Linked DNA regions of Mus musculus: region 1 is linked to region 2. Evidence: chromatin contacts called from public HiChIP or PLAC-seq data. All regions are on one chromosome and are shown on one strand. The core of a region is the stretch at or near the end of the contact, and the rest is flanking DNA. Distances in the headings are between cores, read along the strand shown.

Region 1 (3,015 bases), core at 425-2,924, 540 kb after region 2:
TATATCGTATTTCATAGTCCCATCTGTTCCCTTTCACTTACCTGACAGAGGACTTCTGAAAAGAAATGTCTCCCAATTAAAAAAACAACAAAACAAAACAAAAACAAGGACAGTACAACATTGGTATTTAGATTTCTGAAAAAGAATGAGTACCACAGGCTAATGGCTTCAGAAGCATGCTCCTGCCTTATAACGCCAACCTGTGGTATTCAAATGATGCCCTAAAAGACTTCTATTGAAAAACTGAAATAGTATACAACACAGGATGCCCTGGAACTCATGGCAACCCTTCTGCCTCAGCCTCAGGATTACTGAGGTCACTGTGCCCAGAGAAAAATATAATTTGAATGGCCCCCTTTTGGGGCTGGAGAGTTGGCTCAGCGGTTAAGAGCACTGACTGCTCTTCTGAAGGTCCTGAGTTCAAATCCCAGCAACCACATGGTGGCTCACAACCGTCCGTAATGAAATTTGACGCCCTCTTCTGATGCGTCTGAAGTCAGCTACAGTGTACTTTGATATAAATCCTTAAAAAAAAAAAAGAATGGCCCCCTTTAATGTCCTCAGATGAAAATCATTACACTTGATATGTAGATCTACCAGATCACCTCATATCAGAGTCAGTGCATAAACAAACTTCTGTCAGCAGTGTAGAAACCACTGGCTCAGTGGGTAAAGGTGTTTGCCACCAAGCCTGACGACCTGATCCTTGGAACCTAACGTGGTGAAAGGATAGAACCAATTCTAGAAAGTTGTCCTCTAACAACCTCCGTACATCCACCATGGCACTCACACGCACAGGCACAAAACCTAAAAATTAAAAAATGTAATTAAATGAAAATAGGGTCTTGAAACAACAACCCTTCATTATTGTGGGCATGGCTAAGATGGGTAGCTCACAGTTTCTTAGGAGATTTAGGACAAATTTCCCTCCAGAACTGTAGTCTTATGTGAAGATTCAACAAGGGGAAGGCTCTTCTAAGCTCTTTTGTGTGGTTGCTGGTTCCCAGGTAAGTGGGTATCTCTACAAGCTACCCAAGTATATGAATAGCAGTCATCTTGGGCAAGCAATCTACGAGAGTGCTAATAATCATGGAATCTGACAACTGATAGTCACCTTGCTGGCACTCACAGCACCCATTGAAAGCAGTTATATTCAGGTTGTATATACTAACTTATTAAAAAAAAAAACCAAAGGCTGCAGATTAAATAACTAAGAAAGGAGGCATGTAGGCTGGAGAGATGGCTCAGCGGTTAAGAGCACTGACTGCTCTTCCAGAGGTCCTGAGTTCAATTCCTAACACCACATGGTGGCTCACAACCATCTGTCATGGGATCCGATGCACTCTTCTTGTGTGGGTCAGAAGACAGCTGCAGTGTACTTGTATAAATAGTAATAAATAAAAGAAGAAGAAGAAGAAAGGAGGCATTCGAGCAGTACCATCCATGACTGTTTTAAAGGGTAGAGCATCTTTTTGTCCTCCCACAAGGGAAGAGTTCCTGTGCAGTTCTGTCCAGCTGCTAAGGTACCTAACACAGCAGGTGGTTTGCTTCCAGGCAGGGAACTCACCTAAACCCTGGTATTTAAATTTTCCTCTCACTGGGGCTTGATCACAGAGACACAGATGGTGCGGCCGACGCTCCAGGCCCTGCGGAGCATGAGCTGATACTGCAGGCTCCAAGTGTCCACCACAAAGCACATTGTTAGCACAGACTATCAGGCACAGCTCGAGGCCCCCAGGTAAACAGACGCTCTTATCAGTCAGAACATTCCAAGAGTTAGAGTCACTCAGGAAGTGGAGCAAAGAACAGGCCTCTCTTTGGGCAAGGCTCGCCCGGCCAGGAAGTGAGGCTCACACCACACTGGGCTTCTGAGCAGCTTCTAAGCACCTCATTCTTCAGATACAGCAGGACAAATGCTCATTTAAGAAAAGTCTTCACCGTGAGGACAATGAAAGCAAATCAGGAGGGGAAATAAAAGGCATTTGGAAGAAATAGACAGAAAACAAGCCAATTGCTGTCCCCAGTGGCACAAGCCTGTCATCCAGTGGCTCACCACCTTCCTAAGGCTGTAACCCTTTAATACAGTTCCCCGTGTTGTGGTGACTCCCATCTGTAAAATTTAAATTATTTTATTGTTATTCATAGCTGTAATTTTGCCACTGTTATGATCATATCTGATATTCAGGGTATCTGATAGGCAACCCCAAAGGGGTCTCTACCCACAGGCTGATAACTAACTGCTGCTGTAATCCCCACTACTCAGGAGGGTAAAGAAGACTGAACATTAAAGGCTTGCCTCAGCGACATTGTGAGTTCCAAGTCACCCTACAAATTACGTATATGTATATGTATATGTATATGTATATGTATATGTATATGTATATGTATATGTATATGTATATGTATATATATATATATACACATATACACACACATATATATACACACACACACAAACACACACACACACACAAACACACACACACATATGTACACACACATATATGCATATATACATATAGATGAATATATATGCAGCCTGGGTATATATGTCATATATAAAACATATACACATGCAGCCAACATATGTATGTGTGTGTGTATGTGTATATATATATATATATATGATTTATTTATTTATGTATATGTATGTATATGTATGTATATGTACATTATAGCTGTCTTCAGAAACACCAGAAGAGGACATCGGGTCCCTTTACTGGGAATTGAACTCAGGACCTCTGGAAGAGTAGTCAGTGCTCTTAACCACTGAGTCATCTCTCCATAAATATGTATTTTCAGCAGAAGTATTTCATATGCCCGGGAGGTGGTGGCACGCGCCTTTAATCCCAGCACTTGGGAGGCAGAGGCAGGCAGATTTCTGAGTTTGAGGCCAGCCTGGTCTACAGAGTGAGTTCCAGGACAGCTAGGGCTACACAGAGAAAACCCTGTCTCGAAACAAAACAAAACAAAACAAAACAAAACAAAACAAAACAAAACAAAGTATTTCATATG
Region 2 (3,042 bases), core at 213-2,712:
ACCGACAGGCCTCACGCTGGTCCCAGCTCTGCCTTTAATACCTTCATGGAGCTGCCTGAATCCTTTACCTCTCTGCCTGACCAGAAGCTGCCCTTGTGCTGGGTAAAGCACAAATCACCTGTGGGAAACATCGTCCAGAATACAGCGTCAGCCCCAGCCTCATCTCCAACACTGTAGACACCCAACACACTGCAGATGTGATAAGTGGGGGGGGGGGATCACAAACCATGTCATAATGCAGACAAAGACAAAATAAAATGTTTGCTTAGAATCTACAGATGCTCGGGGCCTGCTGAGTGACACAGGCCATTGGAAAGCCGGAGTCTCTGAGCCATCTCTGTGCGCTCCTGGCTGAATCCCTCCCTGGCACACACAGTTTGAAGTATTGAGGGGACGGCCCAGGGACTGGCAGCCAGCTATTTATATTCTAGCTGGAGCAGAAGCAATGCACCCTGGGAGAGAGTCCCGAGTAGTACCTATGGGGGTAAGAAAGGCTTGAGTCACACAAATGAGGAGGAACCCAAGAGACAGTGCGTGCTTACAATATAGAGTAGTGGGCGGTGGCCTTTATTCTTTGGAAAGAAGCTTTGGGGAACCTATGACCTCTAGGACTTTAAGAACATGGGAACCTGAAAGGCAAGGAAAACAAGAAGCCCAGACAAGAGACGGAGCATGAGCTGAAGATGTAGACGCCTCCTAAGGCGGTGGCTCTCAGCCTTCCTGATGCTGTGACCCTTTAATACAGTTCCTCGTGGTGTGGTGACCCCCAGCCATAAAATTATTTTATTGCTACTTTATGACTTTAATTTTGCTATCTTTATGAATTGTAATGTAAATTTCTACGTCTTCCCATGGTCTTCTGCGACCCTGCGAAAGGGGTTGAGTCTCTATTCAAAGGCTGAGAGCCCCTGCCCTAAGGGCTGAGACAAGCCTCTGAAGCTGGTAACAGGAGCCCAGGACCACTGCTCTAGGACAGTTCAGCAATGTAAATAAGAAGGAAACTTAGCCTCTCCAACCCTGAGGACCTCAAGTGGCCGGTAGCTCTCAGTAGACTGATGAAACCCTTCCACTTCCTCAGCCCTGAAGGGACTCCAGTCTCTGGTGACCTGCTGTAAAAAGCCTGAGAGTGTCAAGGCACCTAAGGTGGATTCAGCTCCCACCGCGATCAGAAGTATCCATGCTGCCTGCTCAGAGGAGGCCAGGAAGGCTGGGAGTGGCCTTAACAAAAGGCCCAAGTTCTCAGAAATTAGAAAGCATTGCGTGCTAAACCACGTTGATTGCTCCATAAACCGACTCCCTTAATGCATAAACAGCAGTGTGAACTGAGCACTGATGGCTACCGATCTTGGACCCACTCGCGTGGACAGTCAATGTCTTGTTGAGGAGACGTGAGACAAGCACTCCCAGACAATGAGTTCTTGAGTTCATGAGATACACGCAACTTGTCAAGTCCTTGCAATGCTTCTTTCTGACAGCAGGGGGGAGCCAACACCTGGTAAACGCCCGGGCACACTAAACCTTGCCGGTGCAGAAGAAACTGCCAAAGAAACAACCAGGAAATGATACCTTGGAAAGAACTGAAACCCAAGCAGGCTGGAAATGGAGGCAGCTCAGGCCCAGGTTTTGTAGGTGTTGCGGCCAAGATTATCGATCCCCCGAGTAAAGCAAATGTCAGCTGGGGAAGTCCAGGCTGGCCTTTAGGGTGACTGTTGCTCCGTATCTTACTCTAGCACCACAGACAAACACAATCTATTTCCTCTTTCTTTCTGTCGTGTCTGAGCTCACTCCGGTCAGGGCTAAGCCAAGCTCAGAAGAGGCAAAGACCTCAGGAAGGAAGTGGAAGGGGATTGGCTGGCTTCTTCCAGTTCAGCCTTACTGCTTGTCACTAACGTGTCTCCTCATATTCAAATTCCAACCATCCGGCTTTCTCCTCTTACTGCAGTATGTGGAAGTGTTCTACCTGGAAGAGAAAAGCTCAGGCGATCTCTCTATGCTCCCATTTTCTCCTTTGTGAAAGGAATATAAATATAAATATATTCGATGACAAAAAAGAAACCTGGACCGTGAGAGGCACGCCTCCAAGAGGTGAGAACAGAAGAAGCTACGAGAGCCTCCTTCTATCTCAGGTGTCCACCTCTGCCAGAAAGGGAGCCGGAGCTGAGCACTGGACCGACAGCCGACAGGCCTCGCGCTGGTCCCAGCTCTGCCTTTAATACCTTCATAGAGCTGGCTGAATCCTTTACCTCTTAGCATGACCAGAAGCTGTCCCTGTTCTGGGACCAGAGGAAGGCAAATGTGGGAACCCCGTGAGAGCACAGGCTCTTAGCTGTGTGACCTTGAATGTGTTGCTTAACCTTTCCTAGCCTCAGGTTCCTCTTCATCAAACGAGAAGTGGGGGGATGGAATGAGATGAGATTTAGTGGGTCCTTAGTGGTGACAAGTGATAGCATATCCCCTCACCACATTAAATAATAGATGGAGGCGCACCAGTTGGCTGGTGCCTGCAAAGTGTCAGGCATTATAATGAATTTCAAAAGTCATAAAATGATAAATTTTTTTGGATTTTATGCTCATTTAGCAGTTTTCTGCTTGCTTTGACAGTCATTTCTTTGCACATTTACCAGAAACAGGTAATATTCAGCAAGACACACTTCACTATCATTTAAAGGATGAAAATACTAAGATTCAAGGAGATTAAATGAATTAGCTAAAGTCCAGCCACTCAGGAAAAGAACCAGGAAAAAACGACTCTTCATAACTCTAATTACTACCTTCAAGGATATAATAATAATACTATCATGAGATGGGACTTAAGAGGAGACCCTAATCAAGTTGTATAGAATGAAGTCAAACAAGGGCACAACCGGGAAGGGGGAAGCATGTTTGCTAGAACCATGGTACGTGTTTGATCAAGCCAGCAGCCTTCACTGTCCACTACAGGCAAAAGCCCCAAAGAGAACAGACGGCACTTGGCTCTCTTCATGAGAGAAGAAAGCTGGTACCACAGGCTCATACCTCAGATGAATTATGAACCTTATAAAC

The links. HiChIP or PLAC-seq counts read pairs in DNA pulled down with a chosen protein or histone mark.
Region 1: a contact with region 2 is called in an HNF4G HiChIP or PLAC-seq map of pancreatic cancer cells. The contact joins two enhancer-like sites. A contact is called at or near these places in 3 of 115 datasets of contacts at active chromatin or transcription factors (bone marrow-derived macrophages, embryonic stem cells and pancreatic cancer cells).

The regions. Positions count from the first base shown.
Region 1 is chr3:103,254,552-103,257,566 of GRCm38.p6, forward strand. No RefSeq gene overlaps it. Among named protein-coding and RNA genes, the nearest start is that of Trim33, 23 kb to the right of the region's middle. Within about 2 kb of position 1,675, at least 64 of the 459 cell types and tissues checked have an H3K27ac peak or open chromatin away from gene starts, as enhancers often do. A contact at or near this core is called in pancreatic cancer cells, where this site is marked.
Region 2 is chr3:102,713,704-102,716,745 of GRCm38.p6, forward strand. No RefSeq gene overlaps it. Among named protein-coding and RNA genes, the nearest start is that of Tspan2, 20 kb to the right of the region's middle. Within about 2 kb of position 1,463, at least 195 of the 459 cell types and tissues checked have an H3K27ac peak or open chromatin away from gene starts, as enhancers often do. A contact at or near this core is called in pancreatic cancer cells, where this site is marked.